Regions from separate parts of the Mus musculus genome. Here regions 1, 2 and 4 are each linked to region 3. The links are chromatin contacts, called in public Hi-C and HiChIP or PLAC-seq maps. All regions are on one chromosome and are shown on one strand. Each heading gives the region's core, a stretch centred on a gene start, on an enhancer-like site or on the middle of the called end of the contact. The rest is flanking DNA. Distances are from core to core; before and after follow the strand shown. Region 1 overlaps Myo10 (myosin X). Region 2 has its middle 53 kb from the start of Gm2824. Region 3 overlaps Basp1 (brain abundant, membrane attached signal protein 1). Region 4 overlaps Myo10 (myosin X).

Region 1 (2,700 bases), core at 103-2,602, 400 kb after region 3:
TTTATAAATCAACTATGTTTGTTACTGAGTTTTTCTCAGCTGTATTTTTATGCAAATGAGGTTGCTTCATCTCAGGTTGTTGTCCCTGAAATGGGAAGGGGCAGCCACTCAAACCTGGCCTAGCTCCTCTGTGACTGTGTGTTTAGCACTGAGGACAGGTTTAGTCTCCCAAATGGCCGCTCTGCTTGGTGGCTGGGTGTTTGGCTTGACTTCTTCTAAGTTGCTGTTTTCATCTTTCTTTAGCTAATTTATTAGACTTCTTAGCTCCAATTTGTGGGGGGGGGGGGGTGCGCGCGGCGCGCGCGCATGCGTTTATGTATGTGTCTGTCTGTCTATATCTGAAACCCTTTGTTTTCCTCTGTATATTAACTATATTATGCTTCTTAGAAGCATAATCTTCCAGAAGCTTGGAAATACCCTTGACGTTTAAACACCTAAGAAGCAAGGGCTTGTGAACGTGGATCCTCCTGGTTATCACCTACTCGGTGATGCAGATGGCTGCCGCAGTGTGTCCTGTCTGCTATGGATTCATAAGCGTTCCAGATCTCAGTTGACAATATTTCAGGTCTGGACATTGAAGAGTGTTTGCCTGCTCGTTCCCACATACCCTGTTTCAGTCCTGCCTTTTTCTAGCTATGAATCCTGTTCACATTGCTCGGCCCATAACCTTGGAGCGTGACTCAGTGAGATCCGCGGCTATTCAGCATTCTAATGAGCAGTGTGGGCGTCCTTGCCAGCAAAGAGAGACAGCTGCCCTCCTAATTTGTATGTCTCAGCATGATTTGTCAGAGTGAGTCTGAATAGAGGGGCTTGTGACCTGTTCAGTATGGTGGCTGGAGAAATGGTAGTGATAATGAATGCATTGAGGTCGGGTTTAGTTTCATGGGATGAAAAGGCTGCCTTGGGTCCCTTAGATCACGCCCAAGGCTGCTCTCTGAGGGTTTCCAGATGGGATTTCTACAGAGGGCTGAGCCTTCTGTCAGCCTCTGCGGGGCTGTGGTCTGACTTAGAATAAATTATCATTTCCATCCTCTTTCTGTGGGTCTTTTTGTTGTTTGGGGCTTTTTAATGATAAGGTCTCTGTCTTGGAATTTTCTACCTAGTCCAGGCAGACCTTGAACTTGCATCAATCAGGTCTTCCTGCTTTGCCTTCTAGCGCTGGAATTCAGATGCTCCGCCACACCTGGCCTCCACTTACGTATTTCTGAGACTTGTGTAACACTATCTTGTGGATTCTTTTTGGTGCTTGCGATGATGAAACTTGAGAAATGGCTCTGCTTGAGACAGCCTCTGAACAGCTGGAGAGTCAGGTGGTCTGGCTTCCCACCAGGGTGGCTTTCAGGACCGGGCCTGCCTCTTCTGCTTCTGTAAGCAAAAGTAACTAATCTGTTAACTGGTGTGATTCCAGCCTCCCTGCCAGGCAGAGCCCCTCCTCCACCATTGAATAGTCCCTGAATGAGATCTCCCCGGGTTGGCGAGGATGCTATCTGCATGCTCTCCACCAAGCTGCTCCCAAGCCCACTCCTTAACGGATAGCCAGATTCTATCCTTTATAGATCCCATTAGCCATTTTAGTTTTCTGAACTCCGGCCTGCTGTCTCATCCCTGAAGAGTGGATGAGCTGGCTTCATTTGGTCACAGACATTACACGCCTTTCCTTCTCTTCAGGACACCCCTTGAGAATGTCTCTGATTGCAGCGTAGCTTGCAGAAGAGAAATTGATCTCTGTCTGAAATCCTACGTGTCTCTGGAATACTCAGCTAGGGGCATCAACCTCCTGGGTCAGGGAGGAAACGATGAGCCCCCGACTGTGAACTCGCAGCCTCTAAAGTTGGTGGGTTCACAGCCTCATCATACACTCTGATCTGATCTGCTCCCCATTGCAGCAGCCTCCCTGACACCCCCACACCTCACCACACCCAAGCTTCCGCAGCCCATGAGCTCACCTTGTAACTTGGCAAGGTTTGAGAGCATCTATTCCTGAACCCACACATGCCACCTGTATCTATCAGAGCAGTGTCTCGGCCTCCCTCCTCCAACCCTGACTACAGTCTGAGCACTGTTTTCTCATGACTCCCAGCCCAGGGAACTTGGGCATTTGGCCACGGCTGGGGAGGTCACCCCGGTGATTCTCACTGAGGCAGGGAACTCCGGTCCTTTCTTTTGTCTAACTCTCAGCTCCTACCATTGAACCTGACAGCCTAGATTAGCATCATGTGCCGCTAGTGTGTGCTGCCAAGCTGACCACTGCTCACACCGGCTTGCCTTGAGCATAATCTTGACAGTTAGATCTCTTGTCTGCCGCCAGCCAGTGGTACCCAGTACCCCTGACTCCTGAATAAACTCCAAATCTTCAGAACAACAACTGCCAAGGCTTGATGTGCTCAGAAATTCTGCTTCATGGCGAGGTTTGTTTGGAGCGTCCACAGTGTGTGTCTGGCAATGGTGATGGCTTTGCATGTTGGTGTGGCAAGATCTAGCCTCAGAATAGCTGTGCTGCTGAATGCAGTTGATGCTCCTTAGCAAGACTGGCTAAGGGTCCCCTGCCCCCATCCTCCTGAGAGCACTGTTGGGAAGTGCACAGTGGGAAGACTGAGGGACGTCCATTCCATTCCGTCTCCTATTTAATCTGGAGAACTTTGTAAAGAGTGCCCTGACTGACCCCAGAACCCTGCATCTTCAAGGAAAGATTTAAGTCAA
Region 2 (2,700 bases), core at 102-2,601, 400 kb before region 3:
TATATATGCATATATATACATATATATATATATATATATACATATATATATATATTCCACATCGGTAGCAATGCACATTTGGAAAGGGACACTTATAAACAACAATTGAATTTTCATAAAGCTTAAAGTCTTCCTGAGCTCTGCTTTGTTTCCAAATATTTTTTAGCTCTTTGTAATAAGGTAACAGTCTTCATTTAAAGACAGAGACATCTCTATAAAGCATCTCTATTCATCGTCAAGGACAAGGCAGTAAAAACTGATATGCTGGTACATGCCTGTAATCCCACTACTAAGAGGCTGAGGCAACAGGATCATGAGTTCAAGGACAGCCTGGGCCCCACAGTGAGTTAGGCTGTCCTAGTTAATATTTTGTGCTTCTGATAAAAACTCCATAACCAAAAGCAGCTTATGGAAGGAGTTTATTTTTGGCCTATGGTTGCAGAAGGACAAGTTCATCATGGTGAGGAAGCATAACAGTAAGTGGCAGGCTTGACACGAGGAGCATCGGAGAGCTCACATCTTCAAATGTAACCACAAAGCAGATAAAGCAAACTTGAAGTGAAGACAGGCTATGCGGTCTCAAAGCCAATGAAGTCCTTCCTTCACCAAGGCTGTACAACACAAGTCTCTCCACACATCACCTCCCACTGAGAACCATTTATTCAAATGACCAAGTTATGGGGGCATTTTTTTATTCAGATCACAGATAGGTCAACCCTGTCTGAAGACATTAACTCCAATTAGTTTATCAGGGGAATGGAGATTCTTTTAACTGCTGTGCACTGTGGATATATTCAACTAGAACCAAGGGCAGAGGAATGGACAGAAAGTAGGAAGGATGAGGAAAAAGAAGAAAGACAATATCTAATTTTAACCAAGCGCCTGGAGAAAAGAGTTAATTGGATCCTCCGGGGTTCTGAAACTGTGATCCTAAAACTTCCACACACAGCAGACTGATTCGCAGTTTTAAAATCTACCTCATGTCTGCCAACGGTGCTAGATCCAGAAATATCCCAAATCAGATTTCCTATATTTTCATTTAACTTTTATACAATCAACTCATGGATTATTCAGTGTTTTATAATTTATATTGTACAGAATCTCTGTACAATTATTAAAAGTAGCATGCTTTGTTATATTGCATATTGAGTCCAAATTAAAATGTATGATCTTAAACCAAGGGACGCGTATACCTTGTTTATATCAAAATGAGTGTTTCTGCCTGAGTTGAACCTGGCATGAGTTGTTTGGGCAGTTACATAAGCCTCCATTTGCTCTGCCTACATATGTCCCTGCTGGAGCTTACTGCCAAGCTCTGCAGAATTTAGATGAGGAATTTGCTCAGTCAGTACTGGAAAGCAGCATGAGAGCAGCAGGTTCTGTTCCTGGTAATGACCTAGGTCACTGGGGAAGGCAGGGCATCCAGGGGTCAAATAAATGCAAAGACAAGTGGGATCCCTGCCAAATGCCTTAGTCAAGAACCGGAGCCAAGCAGCCATCAGGATCCTCACAGCAAACACTGTGACACAAGACAGGCTGCGCTTTCTAGGGAGATCAAATCCTCTGGGATGTTCTAGAAAGGTTTTATTAGTTACCACACTGAGCCAAATCCTGTTCTACAACATCATAAAGATGCTATCCTGACAACATACGCCTGGGCTTACTGTGTGCCTTCTTACTATTGTTTTTGTTGTTTATAACGATTATTGTCTGTCACTGCACACAGTGATGTAGATAATTGCAAAGCCTCATTGCATCTTACTTCAACCAGATAATTACAAGCCTTTCAGAATCATGCCTTATTTACTCCCTTACTTCTCTCCTGGCTACCTGGGTGTGTGGCATAGACTCGGTGGTTAAATTATTTGTTGACTATATTTTGGTTCTCTTTTAAATTTAGACAGGCAATTCTATGCTAACCATTGAAAAGGTGATTGTTTAGCTTCTACTTTAGTCTCATTATGTATCTGGCAATTTGCTTAAGGTTTTTTTTTTAAACTTCATTTTTCCACACCTGCAATATATAGTTAAATAATAGTACTGCCTAAATGTAAAGATTAGAACACAATTTTGTCTGACAAACACAAACATAAAACAGACCTTTACAGTAATAAAACACATCTGTATTCATTTTCATGGAATCAGATTCTAGGTTCACAATCTTACAATTTAGAAATGTGTGATGCAAGGAATATAGAATTCATTTACATATTGTCAGATAATTCCAACTTTGGAGATTGAAAAATAATTCTAACAACAAAATCACCTAATAAATTACTCTTCATCGGTGGCTCTAGTCTTAGAACTTATATTAAAAGAGAGAAAGTGCATTGGTGGCATTCAGGAGTTTATAATTCCTTATGAAATTAATTGATGGAAAGAAAGCAAAGAAGTAATTTGCCAACTGAACTCAATTTTAAGTTCAAATTTTTTGATATTAATACATTATTCTTTCTTAAGTATTGCTCTAGTCACAAAATATTTTGTAGTTAAAAATAATAGAAAAGATACTATTAAAATGATTTGTAACACAGTTAACTAAAGACTGTCTTCATGGTAGGTGTAAGTTGCATCACTCTTTATGGAACCCAAACAACAAATACCCTTCCCTAAGGCTCCAAGGCCTGACGCTATTACTGATGCTATGGTGTGCTTATAGACAAGAGCCTAGCATGGCTATCATTTGAGAGTCCCAATAAG
Region 3 (2,700 bases), core at 179-2,678:
TCCTATGTCTTACCTCAGTTCAATTATACTCAGGAAAAGACACCTACATTACCGAAAAGGAGGGGAAAATCAAGCCAAAAGCCAGTTACTACTTTTTAATTGTTTAACTTTATTACTGTTGCACCATTTATACAATTACATATAATTTCAATGCATCCATTGTACATTTTTTTTATTTTTTTATTTATTTTTTTTCCATTTTTCCAATGGGTGGTGTGTTGGTGTCTGAGACACAGATGGAAGAAAACTGGCGCTGCAGTGAACGCAGACTTCTTTTTTTTTTATTTTTTATTTTTTTTTATTTTCATTTCCACTGACCAATAAACAGAACTACAGGTGCACCCAACCACGGACATGCATTACTCGTCGTGAGAAATCTAGGTAGGCTAAGTATGATGAGAGAATGTTTGTCACTCCCAAAAATATCTGGAGAGGAAAAATGGAGGGTTGGCATTGAGATACATGTGGACAAGCTAAGTGGGCTCCGTCTGAAAGTTGGCATTCATCCACGAACGTTTAAAAAAATACCAAAAAAATTAAGAAAAAGGCTGTAAATTAAAAAGGAAACACAGAAAATACTGCTTTCATAAAGATCTGATTGCCTTGGCACTGGTCCTGTGGGCAGAATCAAACGCCTCCCTCCCCAGCTGCATCGCGGGAGAGATGCTGGGGTTTTTAAGGATGGAGCCTAGGGGACAGCGGTTCAGGGTACAGATGATGTACTTTCAGACAATGATCTCGAAAATCCAGGACTGACTGGTCAAGTTGACTGAAGGTATATTAGATATTTCCCCACAAAAATACTATTTGGATTCTCCCCGCCCCCTCCCTCCCCTGATGGGACACATCCTCTTTATTTTTTTTCTCTTTTCTTTTCTTTTGTTTATTTAATCCCTTGGGCAATACATATCCTCACTTCCAATTTGAAACAAGTTAGTATAGGATAGAGACAGAGAGAGGACAGAGTGAGAAACAGAGAGAGAGAGAGCGTGAGAAGACAGGTCGTTTGCGAGTGGCGTCGGTTCTGGTTGGCTGTCCCGGTTACTCTTTGACGGCCACGCTTTGCTCGGAGCTGGCGGCGGCGGCGGGTGCCTCGGCCTGGGGCTCGGCGGCTGCGGGCGCGGCGGGCGCGGGGGCCTTGGCCGCGGAACTGGGCGCCTCGGAGGCGGCGGGCGTCTCCTTGGACGAGGGCGCGGGCTCCGCGCTGCTAGGTTTAGAGTCTGAAGCCGCCGGGGCCGCGTCGCTTTTCGCCTCGGGGCCGGCGGCGGCGGGAGCCTCAGTCTTTTTGGCCTCGCCCTCCTCCGGGGCCGCGCCGTCGGCCGCGCCCGTGCTCTCGGCGCTCGCTTCGCCGGCCTTGGGGGCCTCGCCGCCCGCAGCGGGCCCGGGCGCGGCCGCCTCCTGCTCGGGCGCCGGCGCGGGCTCGGGCTGCTCCTCCGCGGCGCCCTCGCTCTTCTCGGGCTCGGCCTTGGGCGCCTCCTCCTTGGCCGCCGCTGCCTTGTCGGCCTCCTTCTCCTCTGCCTTGGCCTCGCCGTCCGCCGCGTCCTTGGGCTTCTCCTCCGTGCTCTCCTTGACCTCGGTGGCGTCGGCGGCCGCCTGGGGTTCGCTCTCCTTCGGGGTCCCCTCCTCCTCGGTGCCCGCGCCTTCGGCCTTCTTGTCTTTGTCCTTGGCCTTCTCGTCGTTCACATTGTAGCCCTTCTTCTTCTTGCTCAGCTTGCCTCCCATCTTGGAGTTCTGCAAGGAAGCACAGGGGAGACGAAGGGGAGTTAGGGTCAAAGTAGGCAAAGTGGATGGTGGGAGGCTGCCTGCAGGGCGAGGAGGGCGTCGAGGACCTCGGGCACAGCGGGGAGCAGCCTGGACTTCACGGGCATTCTACCATAATCAGAAGTAACAAAGAACAAAGTAAAGCCCCCGCCGCGAAGCCTGCAGGCCAGCAAGTTGGGGGGTGGGGGAGACAAAGAAATGGTGATCAATGACCCAGCTGCCTATAGGGAGGACAGGCGGCATGGTATTGGTCTTATCTATCTACTTTCAAGCATCCAGGAGGCTTGAACACCTTAGCACAAAATGGCAGGGACAGCCATTTTAGAACTACAACTTCGCTGCTTTTTGTTTTTGTTTTTAAAACAACAAAACCCTGATAATTTACAAATAACTTTCTGGAGGAACTGCTCATCATACATCACAAATCTCTCGTCCATCCTTTCCGGAAGCACGTTTATATAGCGTCTGTGTGCCGGTGAGAAATCACTGCCGTGGTGCTTCCTACAGAAAACTTAATTGTTTTCTATTAATGCAAGAGGGCAAAACTTTTCCAGGCTAACCTCCCACTGGCCCTGTTGCTCCCCACAGGAGGAGCAGTCGTGAAGAGAAGCACCGTGCAAGGCCACAGGACAGAGTAGAAACTCCTGGTGAGCTCACCACGTTCTGCTTCCTCTTGGCAGGGCCCTGAGCTCTCTTCACCCAGCTACCCCGCCTCCCAATCCATTCAGGAAAAAAAGGAGAGAGAGAGAGCTTTTTCTTCACTCCACTTCTTGTAATTATGATTCACCATAGTGAAATAACCCACACTGTTTGAAAGTCAGGTGTGGGAAAGAGTAGTATTCTTCAGTCAAAATTCCTCTCACCATTCTATGCTAATTTCCCGTCTGGGTTACCATTAGGAGTTGGAGGAGACAGAAAAAAGAAACAAACACAAAGATG
Region 4 (2,700 bases), core at 114-2,613, 420 kb after region 3:
GAAGCTTACAAATCTGAGCAGGCTGACTGACCTGTGTACGTGCCTGCGTACGTAACGTGCCTGCGTGCACGTGGAGGGCAGGGGTTGAGTCAGACGCCTTATTGTTCTGGACAAGTGACTGAGCAGCAGGCTCCACGGTGCCACCTGCTTCTGCTCCTCCAGCCTTGGAATTACAGGTGTGTGCTGCTGCAGATCACACCACGTGGATGCAGAGGGTCTGAACTCAGGGCTCCTGCTCAGAAAGCAAGCTCGTTACAGACCGAGACATCTCCCCAACCCGCTTCTTCCTTTTTAACTGGCAAAGATCTTCTCCGGGTTGCGTACATAGCTCAGCGATAGAGTGTTTGCCTCGGACAGACGAGCCCCCCAGCACTGCCGAAGGAGGAGAGCTGGTGAAGATTGGTGTCAAGGTTGTTGATTTTCACCAGCTGCTTTTCTTTCCCTTTCTTAGAGAAAGAGAGCGAGCGCAAAGAGAAGCTGACCTCCTCCGTGCCCATCAGGTGAGGAGCGCAGCGATTTCTGGGGCTTTATGTACTACCTTCCTGCTTCAGACTTGGACACTGGGTCTGAAGATTCACAATGGAAATAAAGTAGGAGATAGTGGGAACACAGGCTGAGGGGATGTTTCGGGGGCACTCTCTTTCCCAGCACAGTGGCATGGAGCGTAGAGAAAGTCTTGGGCTTTCAGTGTGAATCGAAGTATGGTTTCTCTGTGGCAGAGCAACACCATGTTAGTGTCTTAGAGACGCCTTCACATTCTGTTGCCATTTCCATGGGTGGCCACCTCACGCCGTGGTCCGTCCTTGATATTCATTTCAGGTGTCTGACTCCCACTGTCCTCTTTTTATAAGGACGCCATTCAGATTGGATGCAGGCTCCAGTCATCGGGCCCCACCTCATTTTAACTTAGTCACCCGATTAAAAGCCCCTTGTCCAACCGTAGTAGTTATTCTGAGGCGCTGGGGTTAGGGTTTCAGCTTGTCGTTTGGGTGGGGCCACAGTTCAGTGTGTAGAACAGGAAGAAGGTGCTTGTTCTAAAACCCACCTTGCCCCTGGTCCAGGAGGCAGAGACAAGGAGGCAGCAAGAACTGGAAGCCTTGCAGAAGAGCCAGAGGGAAGCGGACTTGACCAGGGAGCTGGAAAAGCAAAGGGAGAACAAGCAGGTGGAGGAGATCCTCCGCCTGGAGAAGGAAATCGAGGATCTGCAGCGCATGAAGGAGCGGCAGGAGCTGTCGTTGACCGAGGCCTCCCTGCAGAAGCTGCAGCAGCTGCGGGATGAGGAGTTGCGCAGGCTGGAGGATGAGGCCTGCCGCGCCGCCCAGGAGTTCTTGGAGTCGCTCAACTTCGACGAGATCGACGAGTGCGTCCGCAACATCGAGCGCTCCCTGTCGGTAGGGAGCGAGATTTCGGGCGAAGAGCTCAGTGAGCTTGCCGAGAGTGCCAGCGGAGAGAAGCCAAACTTCAACTTCAGCCAGCCCTACCCCGCGGAGGAGGAGGTGGACGAGGGCTTCGAGGCGGATGACGACGCCTTCAAGGACTCGCCCAACCCCAGCGAGCACGGCCACTCCGACCAGCGAACGAGTGGCATCCGGACGAGCGACGACTCATCCGAGGAGGACCCTTACATGAACTACACGGTGGTGCCCACCAGCCCCAGTGCCGACAGTACGGTGCTTCTTGCTGCGTCCATGCAGGACTCCGCTAGCCTGCACAACTCCTCGAGTGGGGAGTCCACCTACTGCATGCCGCAGAACAACGGCGACCTGCCCTCCCCCGACGGCGACTATGACTATGACCAGGACGATTACGAGGATGGCGCCATCACGTCAGGCAGCAGCGTGACTTTCTCCAACTCCTATGGAAGCCAGTGGTCCCCCGACTACAGGTATTCCGTGGGAACCTACAACAGTTCCGGAGCGTACCGGTTCAGCTCAGAAGGGGCGCAGTCCTCCGTGAGTATCTGCCATCTTGTCCCTAAAGGTGGGAGAGTGGGGGTGGGGGTGGGAGGGCTCTCATTGGCCTAGACCTCACCCAGGAGTCTATAGTGGGCTATGCTGGCCAGTGACCCAGGAGATCCACCTACCTCTCTTCCCTAGTGCTAGGGTTATAAGCAGGTCTAAACAACTCAAGCTGTTTTTACAAAGACTTTGAGAATCCACTCAGGTAGTGTACGTACTTCACTAGCAGAGCCGTCTGCCAAGCCATAAACTCCTGACTGGTTGGAGATGAGATCAGGCACATTCAGAATGGTGTAGTCATAGATAGACCAGAACTGGCATCTTAAAAATGAGGCTCAGCATGGCTTTTCTGCAGACCCTGAGGAAGCTGGCCCACTCACTCTCCTGGGGTGTATTGAAGTACAGTCCAAGCCACTCAATGTATTTCTTTTAATAAGGAGGGAATCTATATAGTTTAAATGTGTTCTTTTTTTTTTTTTCTTACGTTTGGCTTTTTCTCTTATGTATTAAATGTTGTCTTTAGTTCCTCAGATTTGACCAATATTTTTGGCATAGCAACTTAAGGGTTTCTTTAACTTTGTTTGTTTGTTTGTTTGTTTCAAGACAGAGTTTCTCTGTGTAGCTCTGGCTGTCCTGGAACTCACTCTGTAGACTAGGCTGGCCTCGAACTCAGAAATCCACCTGCCTCTGCCTCCCAAGTGCTGGGATTGATTAAAGGCGTGCACCACCACTGCCTGGCTGA

What was found. Hi-C and Micro-C count contacts between places; a contact is called where the count stands out from the background. HiChIP or PLAC-seq counts read pairs in DNA pulled down with a chosen protein or histone mark.
Region 1: a contact with region 3 is called in an H3K27ac HiChIP or PLAC-seq map of embryonic stem cells, with 3 times the contacts expected there. The contact joins two enhancer-like sites. A contact is called at or near these places in 9 of 115 datasets of contacts at active chromatin or transcription factors (embryonic stem cells and epiblast stem cells) and 1 of 9 other capture datasets (adipose tissue).
Region 2: a contact with region 3 is called in a Hi-C map of forebrain, with 2.9 times the contacts expected there. The contact joins two enhancer-like sites. A contact is called at or near these places in 1 of 484 Hi-C or Micro-C datasets (forebrain) and 1 of 9 other capture datasets (embryonic stem cells).
Region 4: a contact with region 3 is called in an H3K27ac HiChIP or PLAC-seq map of embryonic stem cells, with 5 read pairs. The contact joins two enhancer-like sites. A contact is called at or near these places in 2 of 115 datasets of contacts at active chromatin or transcription factors (both in embryonic stem cells) and 1 of 9 other capture datasets (adipose tissue).

The regions. Positions count from the first base shown.
Region 1 is chr15:25,761,164-25,763,863 of GRCm38.p6, forward strand. The region is part of intron 19 of Myo10 (myosin X); the gene reads left to right. Among named protein-coding and RNA genes, the nearest start is that of Retreg1, 81 kb to the right of the region's middle. Within about 2 kb of position 1,353, at least 123 of the 459 cell types and tissues checked have an H3K27ac peak or open chromatin away from gene starts, as enhancers often do. A contact at or near this core is called in embryonic stem cells, where this site is marked.
Region 2 is chr15:24,968,165-24,970,864 of GRCm38.p6, forward strand. No RefSeq gene overlaps it. Among named protein-coding and RNA genes, the nearest start is that of Gm2824, 53 kb to the right of the region's middle. Within about 2 kb of position 1,352, at least 36 of the 459 cell types and tissues checked have an H3K27ac peak or open chromatin away from gene starts, as enhancers often do. A contact at or near this core is called in forebrain, where this site is marked.
Region 3 is chr15:25,363,188-25,365,887 of GRCm38.p6, forward strand. It overlaps Basp1 (brain abundant, membrane attached signal protein 1), which reads right to left. Exons shown (of 2, transcript NM_027395.2): 2 at 90-1,731. The coding sequence starts at 1,722. The coding sequence ends at 1,042. Among named protein-coding and RNA genes, the nearest start is that of Gm36555, 32 kb to the left of the region's middle. Within about 2 kb of position 1,429, at least 98 of the 459 cell types and tissues checked have an H3K27ac peak or open chromatin away from gene starts, as enhancers often do. A contact at or near this core is called in embryonic stem cells and forebrain, where this site is marked.
Region 4 is chr15:25,779,913-25,782,612 of GRCm38.p6, forward strand. Myo10 (myosin X) reads left to right here. Exons shown (of 41, transcript NM_019472.2): 24 at 452-500; 25 at 1,062-1,952. Among named protein-coding and RNA genes, the nearest start is that of Retreg1, 62 kb to the right of the region's middle. Within about 2 kb of position 1,364, at least 16 of the 459 cell types and tissues checked have an H3K27ac peak or open chromatin away from gene starts, as enhancers often do. A contact at or near this core is called in embryonic stem cells, where this site is marked.